2 separate regions of the Mus musculus genome follow, and region 1 is linked to region 2. Evidence: chromatin contacts called from public HiChIP or PLAC-seq data. All regions are on one chromosome and are shown on one strand. The core of a region is the stretch at or near the end of the contact, and the rest is flanking DNA. Distances in the headings are between cores, read along the strand shown.

What was found. HiChIP or PLAC-seq counts read pairs in DNA pulled down with a chosen protein or histone mark.
Region 1: a contact with region 2 is called in an H3K4me3 HiChIP or PLAC-seq map of bone marrow-derived macrophages, with 2.1 times the contacts expected there. The contact joins the promoter of Rgs14 here to the enhancer-like site in region 2. A contact is called at or near these places in 3 of 39 promoter capture datasets (embryonic stem cells, macrophages and stem cell-derived epiblast-like cells), 1 of 484 Hi-C or Micro-C datasets (uterus), 5 of 115 datasets of contacts at active chromatin or transcription factors (bone marrow-derived macrophages and embryonic stem cells) and 3 of 9 other capture datasets (adipose tissue, liver and pancreatic islet).

The regions. Positions count from the first base shown.
Region 1 is chr13:55,365,311-55,371,030 of GRCm38.p6, reverse strand. Rgs14 (regulator of G-protein signaling 14) reads right to left here and starts at 1,299. Exons shown (of 15, transcript NM_016758.3): 1 at 1,095-1,299. The coding sequence starts at 1,139.
Region 2 is chr13:55,178,009-55,183,992 of GRCm38.p6, reverse strand. No RefSeq gene overlaps it. Among named protein-coding and RNA genes, the nearest start is that of Fgfr4, 28 kb to the right of the region's middle. Within about 2 kb of position 1,737, at least 309 of the 459 cell types and tissues checked have an H3K27ac peak or open chromatin away from gene starts, as enhancers often do. A contact at or near this core is called in adipose tissue, bone marrow-derived macrophages, embryonic stem cells and 5 more, where this site is marked.

The DNA.
Region 1 (5,720 bases), core at 50-2,549, 190 kb before region 2:
ATGAGATAGAAGATTCTTAAAGAGGGGATGAAAGTACAGGGGTTATCAGGATAACCCTTCCGTAGCCTTTACAATGCTCAAGTGTCTCATATTCATTATGGCACTCAGCAAACAGGACATTGATCAGTTTCTATTTCATTTTACTGATGACGAAACAGGACAGGATCTTTCTTGGGAAAAGACAGCAGAGCTAGAACTGGATCCCAGGTCTCTCTCTCTGGATCCCAGGTTATTCTGGACCCACTGGCTTTATCCCATGGTTCTAGGCTGGGGCCTTAAGATAGAGGTTACCAGGACACTGTTTGGTCCCCCTGGAGTGATCCTGCTAGGTGAGCCAGGTCCCTAAGGAGAAAAGGGAGGCTCAACACAGCCTGTCCTATTTGGTGAATGAAAGAAGAGCCAGAAACTTGGAGACAACTCTAGTCAGGAGTTAAACAGCCTGGAGAAGGTCTAATGGGTTAGGGCTGCAACCAGGGCATCCTATACTAAGTTGCACGCACACACACACACACACACACACACACACATACACACACACACACCCTTCCTGGAAGCTAGGAATAGACCAGACAGAGCTGATCTTCCTGTCCTGCCCTTACTGACCCGTCCTGGGCTGCCCAAAGAACACTAGTTCTGGCAGGCTGCCTCTGGAGCAGGTTGATGCAGTGATCCAGCAAGGGCTGCTCTTAAAACCTTATCTTGGGCACTTAGAGCGTGAGATGAAGAGAGGAGGGCTGAGGGCCTGAGACATAGGGCTTGAGAAGTTTTAGAAGTGACCACTGGATCTCCAGGCTACTCTGTAATCAACTTCAGTAATCCCAGTAGCGGATGAGGGAGCAGCGAGTCCAACCTGCATGTGGAACCAGAGACCTAAGTCTGCTGTGTTCTGGACTAATCCCTGGGGTTGCACCAGACTCCTAGCAGGGCATCTGGAAGGGTCCTAGGGTGACAGCACCAGGTCCCAATGCCAGCAGCTGTCTGTACCCAACTTCTCCAGCCTGCTCCTCTGCAACCCTGCTGGGTGTGCCTCCTGGACTCCACCCTGGGTGTGCCCACCCCCCTCCCTGTGGCTCTGGCTCAGAGCCCACACTCACCATGCGCCCGTTGGGGACACCCAAGTGCTTGGGCTTCCCTGGCATACCGCCGTTGATCACAGGTCCCCTCCACGGGGGGCCACCCACCACAAGGATCGCGGAAGCACTCTCTTGGGGTGGCAAGCAGGCAGTGGAGAGAGAGAGCTCTGCTCCTCCGGGCCCTTACATCCTGAAACACCAGCTCACTACCTCTTTTCTCTGCCACAGGAAGTGTCTCTATAGAAACCAAACCACAGAAAGAAGCAAGGTCTAAGAGAGCGAATGTCTCTTCCTACTCTCATACACACACACACACACACACACACACACACACACACACACGTTCATGCACACACACATGCCGCCAACGCACCCTCGGTTGCACACCATGCAAGCACCAACAGCCAGCAGGAGCCTCCTTTTGCCCAGCGAGGTACCTGGAGTGTTCAATCTGAAGGCTCCAAGGATGTGTCAGCATGCTGAAGTGCATGCTCATACAACTAGACACTTGTGGAGCAGACAGTCTGGGGGGGGGTTCCATGGACATGGGGCATGTGTTCCGAGTCCTAGGCATCCACAAAAGTGCATTGTTCACTACTCATTTACCTTCTATGTCCCAGGCTTATGCATGCTTAGCAACCCTAGCTCAGGCAGTTTGCATGCGGAGACTGCTGCCCCTAGGCTGTCATCTGATAGCCAGGTGAGCAAAGAGGTAATCACATCACCTGTGTGACCATGCATGTGGGCATGCTGTGTCACGAGGGCACCTGAATCTTCAGGCATACACACTCGAATCTGGGCAGGGTAGCACATGTATGTAATGCCAGCCCTTGTGAGGCAGAGGCAGGAATAACAGTTTGAGGTCAGACTTAGTTACAGGAAACTCAATCTGGATCTATACTATGTCTGTATCTATATCTAAATGTAAACAAAATAAGATAGATAGTGTATAGTGCCTTGGATGGGTGCATATGATAGGCATGCCTATGTATAGTCAGACACCCCAGGGGCTGGGTATGCACACATGCACTGAAGGGTAGGAGAATGGATTGGGTATATCCATACCAAAGAGGTAAAGTAAGCCATACTCAGTAGAAAGCCCACCTCTGTGCAGAACTGTCTTAGCTCAGACTCCAAAAAGCAGGTGGAGCTCTTTGAGTGCAAGGCCAGCCTCATTTACATATCAGCCAGGACTACATAACGATACCTGGTCAACAAACAAACAAACAAAGGAAAACAAACCGGGCTGTAGAGATGGCTCAGTGGTTAAGAGCACTGGCTACTCTTCCAGAGTTCCATTCCTGGTCACCACATGGTAGTTCACAACTGCTCCTGACTTCAGTTCCAGAGGACCAGATGCCCTCTTCTGGCCTCTGAGGGTACCAGGTATGCAGATGGTATACAGACACCCAGGCAGGCAAAACGGTCATACACATAAAAATAGTTTTTAAATTATTAAGAAAAAAAAATGCCATGTGCTGGGTGGCCGGGACAACAGACGCTCAGTTCTCACCATTCCGGAGGTGGCACGTCCAGGCTCAAGCCCTGACACACTTGTGCTCTGACGAGTCATGGCTTGCAGACGGCCATCTTTTTGCTGTGCCCACGTGTCAGAAAGCAGAGAGATAGGGAGCATACTGTCTCCTGTCCTGTTTTATAAAGGACACTTGTCTCATCATATCCGGTCCCTCTCCTGCGTGATATACTTTCCGACCAAAGGCTCCACCTCCAACATTTCTGAATATTAATAAAATGAGTGGTTAGCCTTTCAATATGTGTAAAGGGAAGCATTCTTTGAAAAAGTTTGTTCCTGGGCTGGAGAGATGGCTAAGTGGTTAAGAGCACTGACTGCTCTTCCAGAGGTCCTGAGTTCAATTTCTAGCAACCACATGGTGGCTCACAACCATCAGTAATGGTGTCTGATGCCCTCTTCTGGTGTGTCTGAAGACAACAATGGTGATGCACTCATATGCATAAAATAAGTAAATCTGAAAGAAAGAAAGAAAGAAAGAAAGAAAGAAAGAAAGAAAGAAAGAAAGAAAGAAAGAGAGGGGGGGGAGAAGGAAAGAGCGAACGAACAAAAGAAAGAGTTTGTTCCCTAATTAGCTTACTGTATGTAGGCACATGATCATGCTGTGGCCCAGAGGCCAGAGGATAACTTTTAGGACTTGGTTCTCTCCTCTCACTACCTGGGTCCCAGGGATAAAATGCAGAGACCATCAGGCTTAATAGCCTAAGGACGGGTGCCCTGGCTGGATATAGAAGATGGTAAGACCCTAGAGGATCTTGGAGCCACAAGAGGAGAGAAGCAGGGTCTATGCTCTGGTGCATGGGGGTGCGACATCCATCAATCTGGATCACCGGCTTTGGATGATTCAAAGAGCCCTCAGAGGTGACCGTGGTACCAGTGTCCATACCAGAGTCCATCTGTTATATAGCAGCGACCACAACTGTAGTTTATTTATCTCTTTCTGGATACTTTGTTCCTGCCCCCCCCCACACACACACACATAGGGAGGAATTTGAATTGTGTAAGGTTGGGGTTGCTTTAGGGGCTGAAGAGTAGCAAAGATGATCTTATTAAGGCTCATATGGACTGGGGATGTAGTTCATTTGGTAGAGTGCTTGCCTAACATGTATGAAGCCCTAGGTTCGGTTCCCCAGCACTGCAGAAAACTAAAGTATGATGATGCATGACTGTAATCACAACAATAGAGGGTATTTGTTACATAGCCAACTTAGGCTAGTTAGGCTACAAGTGACCTTGTCTCAAACAAGCAAGCAAGCAAACAAACAACTGCTCATCTACAGCAGTTCATTCCTACAATCCCAGCACTCAGGAGGCTGAGGCAGTAGGATTGTCAAGATTGCCAGTCTGGGCTACTAAAGTGCTCATGAAGCTAGAGAGGAGGCTTGGGCTTCGGGAGAGATGTGTAAAACACTGGGTTTGATGCCTGTGATGGTTTGTATATGCTTGGCTCAGGGTGTGGCCTTGCTGGAGTAGGTGTGTCACTGTAGTTTATTTATCTCTTTCTGGATACTTTACTGTCAGTTTTTGAATTTCAATGGATTAGGATATGTTGGTAATATTAATTTTCATATTAAGAGATATTAAGGAAAGTGATTGTTACTTCCTATTAATTTTCAAAAATATGAGGAATTAGAAATTTGTGGGCTATCAACCAGTGTTCTCTCTAATTTGGTAACTGGAGAAATAGGTCCAATATTGTACAATCCATATACACTTTCTGCTTGATTGTATGTGACAGTGTCTTGCTGTGTACCGCATGATGGTCTTGAAATCATGCTTCCCCCATCTCAGTCTCTCTATTAGTAGGATTGTTTATTTGATGTTTTCACACTATACTATGGTTTTCAGAACAGTTTCCATATTTCAAAATTATTTATACAGCCAAAAGAAGCGTGAAAAATTAATTTGGAAGGTGGCTTGTAAGAGAACAACAAAGAGTGAGACTGAATATTTTGTTTGATATTTATAATTATTGTATCAATTTTGAAGAAGAGGACCTTATAAGTTACTCTTTTCCTGAGATGAATGCTTTTCAAAATCATCACAGCCAATGAACCAGAATCTTACCCTCACCTAATGTCCGTGCCACCCTCCAAGTAGAACCATTGTTCATTGAAACAGTTGATGAGTGACTTCATGAATAGACCATCTTAATACACACACCATTTCTTGTTTGTTTGTTTTTTTCCGGTTTTTTGAGACAGGGTTTCTCTGTATAGCCCTGTCTATCCTGGAACTCACTCTGTAGAGCAGGCCGGCCTCAAACTCAGAAATCTGCCTGCCTCTGCCTCCCAAGTGCTGGAATTAAAGGCATGCACCACCACTGCTCGGCCCACACACCATTTCTTAAATGACTGTAACCTGTTTCCTGCACGCTGAGAATGATGACAATCACTCAAGTCAAATAGCTTTGACTGTAGCAGGAAATCTGTATCCAAATAATTGTGCCTACAATTCATTCCCTAGCGCCACCATGATTGTGAGCCACCATGTGGTTGCTAGGAATTGAACTCAGGACCTCTGGAAGAGCAGTCAGTACTCTTAACCGCTGAGCCATCTCTCCAGCCCCCATCATTTTTATGATTGGTATAAAATATATATTGTGTTGAATATAATAAAAAATTAGTTCAATTTAAAAAAAAGTTGCCTTGGTCATGGTGTCTTTTCGCAGTAGTAAAACCCCAACTAAGACACTGCCCAGCCCTAGAATAAATGAGTGAATAGCATGCCTGCGAGAGTGCTTATGTGACCTGCCCCCAGTCTGCTTATCTGCTGTGCCATGGACCCAGGCTGCATTCAGATTTCATGGGGTGCATTACGGTATACAAGGTCCTCTCCTAACAAGATTTGCTTTGGTCCTCATGACTATTATATGAATGCTGCTCATGGCTCCCGTTTGATGGATCAGAGGACAGCGCACTGTCTGTCCATCTTCTTATGTGGCACCCTGCTCACCTGTCTTCTGTGGACAGGAAGCAGACAGACATGAGTGCTGTTTGCATAGCTTGCTTTGTCCTTTTTCTTCAGTCCAGGACTCCAGCACTTGGAATAAGCCTTCCATATTCACTGACACCTCACAGACATGCCCAGCGATCTGTCTCAAAGGTCACTGTAAA
Region 2 (5,984 bases), core at 488-2,987:
CTAATATATATGTATATGTGTGTGTGTGTGTGTGTGTGTATATATACATATACATATATATATCATACATAGATACATAGAATATATAAATATGTATACACACATATATACACACATATGCATATACATATGTGTATACACACACATATATGTGTATGTATACACATATATAAACACACACATAACTGTATATATGAGGGAAAGCAAAGGCTTCACCCCTCAGACCAGCCTTTCTACAACAGAGGTACAGACAGTCTCTCCCCCAACCTCTTGTGCAAGCATGTCTCTCCCCACGAAGAACTCTGCTCTGCCAGCTCAGCTGAAGCAGCTTAGCCTCCAGATGCTGGCAGACAGAGGCTGGAGCTGGACTGTGAGCCTAGGATCAGAAGCTGCTGCAGCCTGATTGGGAGCAACCCTGACCAGGTTCACATTCTGGCTGGGTAATCTTGGGCAGGCTGTCTGACTTGTCAGTTGGGAATTTGAATGGACTGTCCGTCACTGGGATGTGGTAAGAATTCTCAGTAGATCTCTGAGTCACCTAAAGATACTACTATGAGCCGGGCGTGGTAGTGCACGCCTTTAATCCCAGCACTCGGGAGGCAGAGGCAGGCAGATTTCTGAGTTCGAGGCCAGCCTGGTCTACAGAGTGAGTTCCAGGAGACAGCCAGGGCTACACAGAGAAACCCTGTCTCGAAAAACGAAAAAAAAAAAAAAAAGACACTAAAACAAACCATTTATTTAATTCTTTTAGGGGAGTGTGCACCAGTGTAGGTCAGAGGGCAGCTTTCAGGAGTCTGATCTGTCCCTCCAATGTGTGGGTTCCAGTGACTCAACTCAGATCATCAGATTTGGCGGTGAGCATCTTTACCTGATAAGCCAGCCCTCCTTTAGCTCCTGCTTATTAATTATTATTATTATTTTATGTGCATTGGTATGTCCGGGTAAGGGTATCAAATCTTTTTTTTTTTAATTTCTTTTCTTTTTTTTTTGGGGGGGGGTATCAAATCTTGGAGTTACAGACAATTGTGAGCTGCCATGTGGGTGCTGGGAATTGAACCCAGGTCCTCTGGAAGAGCACTCATTGCTTTTAGTCACTGTCTCCAGCCCCACTTAGTTTTTCTATTTTTGCTGACTCAGAGGAGCAGGGCCTCCCTGATGCACTGTCACCCCCATGTGACTAAGCACGGGAATTACATAGAGGAGTTCTCAGGGAGGGAAGGAGCCCTGGACTCCTTCACTGCAAGCCTGGGCTTCCTGGCCCTCGTCACTTCTCTGTCTGGCGTCTCCCGGGCTCCCAAACCCTGAGCTGTCAACGTCTGAGAAGAGAGTAGCTTGCTTCTGGGCTCAGGGCATTTGTTGTGCCTTTTAGGACTCTAGAATGTAGTGGCTCCTTCGTACGCTTTCAAGGCCCCTTATAAAAACTAGGTTTGGCTCGGCCTTAGCGCCATCTTCTTTGAAACTCCTGCGCCACGAGAGGGAAGTGGCGGAAGAAGAGAATGCGAATGAATGCGCAGGCTGAGGCGCAAGAGAAGAGAAGAAAGAAGAGGCAGAGGTCCAAGTAAATTAGCTTGTGCACCCACGAAGCCTGCAGGAGCAGAGAGGTAAGGGATGCCGAAGGCCAGGACACCGGAACAAGTTGTTGATCTGTATGCTGCTGTCGGTAGTAAGTCTCAGTGGACCTGGAACGTGATCTGGCCGAGATCACCTGGGAAAATGACTGCCTTTCTTATAACCCAAACAGTCCGGCTGGCTCTCTGCCCTGGACCTTTGGCATTCTGGACTAGGTCTGTTCTCACTTGTGGCCAAGTGTAACTCGTGTACAATAGATACTCTTGCTGTCAGCTGAAGAATCATAAATAAATAAATAAATAAATAAATAAATAAATAAATAAGAAAGGAAAAACAAAACAAAACAAAAAAACTAGGTCTGGAGGTGCAAGCCTGTAAGCTTGGTGGTGGAAAGTGAAGAGACTCCGAAGTTCAAGGTCAGCTAGGTGTGGGGGTGCACACTTTCTGGCATTTGGGAGGCGGGGTCAGGCCTATCTCTGTGGTTTGAGGCCAGGGGGGACTACATAGTAGGACTAACTCAAATAGAAGTTCCAGGTTATTCTTGGTTACATTGTGACTTTAGGGGCAACCTGGGCTATAAGAGAGTCTATCTTAAAAACAAATTGACTGGGCTGGTGAGATGGCTCAGTGGGTAAGAGCACCCGACTGCTCTTCCGAAGGTCCTGAGTTCAAATCCCAGCAACCACATGGTGGCTCACAACCATCCCTAACGAGATCTGACTCCCTCTTCTGGTGTGTCTGAAGACAGCTACAGTATACTTACATATAATAATAAATAAATCTTAAAAAAAAAAAACAAATTGACAAGAGTCACCACTTTTAATCCCAGCATTCAGGGAGGACAGAGGCTGGAGGATCTCAGTGAGTTTCAGGACAGCCTGGTTTACAAAGAGAGTTACAGGACAGCCAGGGCTCAGGAAAAAGAAAAAAAAAAAAGCAAAACAAACAGAACAAAACAAAACAAAACAAACAAACAAACAAACACCCTGGCAAATGGGAAAGGAAACGCTGCTTGCATTGGGCGCCTTTGACTGGACTTAGGTGACTTGGCAAAGCCTCGGCTTCCTCCTTCCTTATCCGAGCTCTCCCGAGCAAGTGCAGCTACTGCAACAGCGTTCCTATGCTGCTGACGCCAGTGCCGTCCTGGGCGGGATGGGTACCCGTTCCATCCACCTTACAGATACTACTAGGCAGGTTATTATGATGATCATGTTAATCCTCTTTGTCAACTGTTGTATGACAAAGCTTTTCCTGGGGAGATGTCTTAGTTAGGGTTTTGCTGCGGTGAACAGACACCATGACCAAGGCAACTCTTTTTTTTTTTTTTTTTTTTTTTTTTTTTTGGTTTTTCGAGACAGGGTTTCTCTGTAGCCCTGGCTGTCCCAGCACTCGGAAGGCAGAGACAGGCGAATTTCTGAGTTCGAGGCCAGCCTGGCAGCCTGGTCTACAAAGTGAGTTCCAGGACAGCCAGGGCTATACAGAGAAACCCTGTCTCGAAAAAACCAAACCAAACCAAACCAAACCAAACCAAACCAAACCAAACCAAACCAAGGAAACATGATCTCGCCTGCATAGTGGAATGTTTCAATCCTAGAGGAAACTTTCACAACATCAACTTGACTCCATGGAAATGCATCTATAGGCCTGTCTACAGAGCTGTTCCTAGAAAGATGGAGAGTGAGAAACACCAGAGTTCATCTTCTGATGCTTTCTGGTTGTGGGTGCCACATGACCACTCTCCTGCCGCCATGCTGTCTCGGACTGTACCCTCCCACCATGAGCCTGAACAAACCATTCCTTCCCTACTTGCTTGCTTCTGTCACAGCAGTGAGAAACTGGTATGCCCCCATCTTGCAGGAGAGAATGCTGAGTCACACAGGGTGACAGAGCCCTGCCTATAACTGGTAGGCCTGGGTATAACTGGCTGTTCTTATAACTGGGATGGTGGGAGGGCACAGAGACCTTGGCTCAAAGCTCACCTCTTCCTCTGGTAGCTAGCTCCCCAACTTTGCATCTAAGCTTCCTCCTCCGTGAAGTAGGTTGGCAGGTCTCACAGCTCAGCTTCCTACCAGAAGCTGGGAAGTTGGATGTTGGAGGGGTAGGCCTGAAATGTATCCAGAGCTGGCATAACACACACAAGTAAGAAGAGTTCCCCTGGGCTGAAGAGTACCGACTGCTCTTCCAGAGGTCCTGAGTTCAATTCCCAGCAACCACGTGGTGGCTCACAATCATCTGTAATGGGATCTGATGCCCTCTTCTGATGAGTCTGAAGAGAGCAATGATGTGCTCATATTCATAAAATAAATAAATAAAGGAGAAGAGGAAGAAGAGGAGGAGGAGGAGGAGGAGGAGGAAGTTCTCCCTAAGGAGGTCAGTCAGAGGCCTGATCCTTGTCTTGGCTCCAGAAAAGCTAAAGCCAGAGATTGAGAGCCCTAATGCAGGCAGAACCAGCTTGGAGTAAGGTCTCAAGAATCCAAGCCTCCACCTTCTATCTCCCATGTGCCCCTGCCAGCTCCATCTAAACTGCCAGCTCGTACCAGGCAGCTCTGTGGGACTCTTTCCAAACATATGCGCTATCATGACATTTGCTGCTGAAAACCTCACCTTCCACCCTTTGCCAGATACTCAACCCCTTGCCAAGGCCCCTGAGATCTATTGGCACAGCTCTGGCAACTCTAGTTTTCTTTCCAGTCCTTGGCTTCTCCCGTCTCCTTAGAGATACCTTGGCCTTTGCACTTGCTGTTCCCACTCTGTGAGACACTTTTTCCCACTGTCTTAGTTAAGGTTTTACTGCTGTGAACAGACACCATGACCAAGGCAACTCTTAAAAAGGAAAACATTTAATTGGGGCTGGCTTACATGTTCTGAGGTTCAGTCCATTATCATCATGGTAGGAAGCATGGCAGCATCCAGGCAGACATGACAGGCATACCGACTGAGCTGAGAGTTCCTCAGGAATCAGGAGACTGTGTGCCACACTGGGTGTAGCTTGAGCATAGGAGACATCAAAGCCTGCCCCCACTGACACACCTCCAACAAGGCCACACCTCCTAATAGTGCCACACCCTATAGGCCAAACAGTCAAACACATGACTTTATGGGGACCATACCTATTCAAATCACAACAACATCCATGGCTATTGCAGAGATACAGGGAATTTCTGGTTGGAGGCACCATGTGGGAGCACCCATGCAGGGGGCTGGGGCTGAGGAGGACCAGACTGAAATCCTGAGTCATGTTAAGGGCCATGGACCCCAATCCTGAAGTCAGTGGAGGGTTTTGAGTAGACGCAGTTGCTTAGCACCTCCCCCAAGCATGGATTAGAAACTTGTTTCTGAAGAAAACTGTCTCCCAGGGAAGTCTGGAGAGAGGGTTCAGTGGTTAAAAACACTTGCTGCTCTTGCTTGGGGACCAAGGGCTCCATCCTGTCCCTAGGTGATCCGATGATCCTGTCCGACTTCTGCAAAGCGCACATACATGCAAGCAGATGAAACATTCACACACGTGAAATAAAATAAACAGTTGAAAGAAAACTGTCCTCCAAGAATGTCCTGATGACCACAAGTTGGATATATTGTATATCCCAATACAAACCACCTCTGAACCAGGCCAAAACAAGATGTTGCATTTCCTGTGGCTACCAGGAGGTGGCACCAACACCCCAGTATGTCACCCTTGACTCTGTTCTGATTGCCTTCACAAACCAGAGACTGGAGAAGAAAAGGGGGTGGGGGTGGGGGGAGGGTAAGGAAAATGACCAGGAGCAAAGCCCAGGATGATGGAGCCAGAGTGGTGCTGTGTACATTTTTTTTCTCTTTCTTTCTTTCTTTCTTTCTTTCTTTCTTTCTTTCTTTCTTTCTTTCTTGGCGTAGCAAAACATGTGGGTCTGGAGTGTGTTTTTCTGTTTTCACCATCATCTGCCCCACAGGCCCCTAAATCACTCACATTGCCCTGTGAGTATTGAGCAAATGCTGTAGTCCTGAGCTGTCCCACATCCCTGCCCGTAGCCCTGGATGGCCTAGAACTCACTATGTGGACCAGGCGAGCCTCCTACTCGGTCATAGAGATCTTGCCTCTGCCTCAAGGGTGCTGTGACTAAAGGCTCCTTTTTGGCAAGTTCTTTATGCCTGACTTGGAAACTCCTGGTCCAAGCTGGAGCCTTGGGATTCCGGAGGTCTAGGCCTCAGGCCAGGGGATGGGAGAGGGAGTGAGTTGTGGCTCTTTCTGGGGCTGGTGAGAAAAGCAGCTCAGTGGCTAAGAGCACTGGCTGCTCTTCCAGAGGTCCTGAATTTAATTCCCAGCAACCACATGGTGGCTCACAACCATCTATGGGGGAATCTGATGCCCTCTTCAGGCAGGCAGGTGTATGTGCAGCAGAGCACTCATACATTAAATAAATAAAATTAAAACAAAC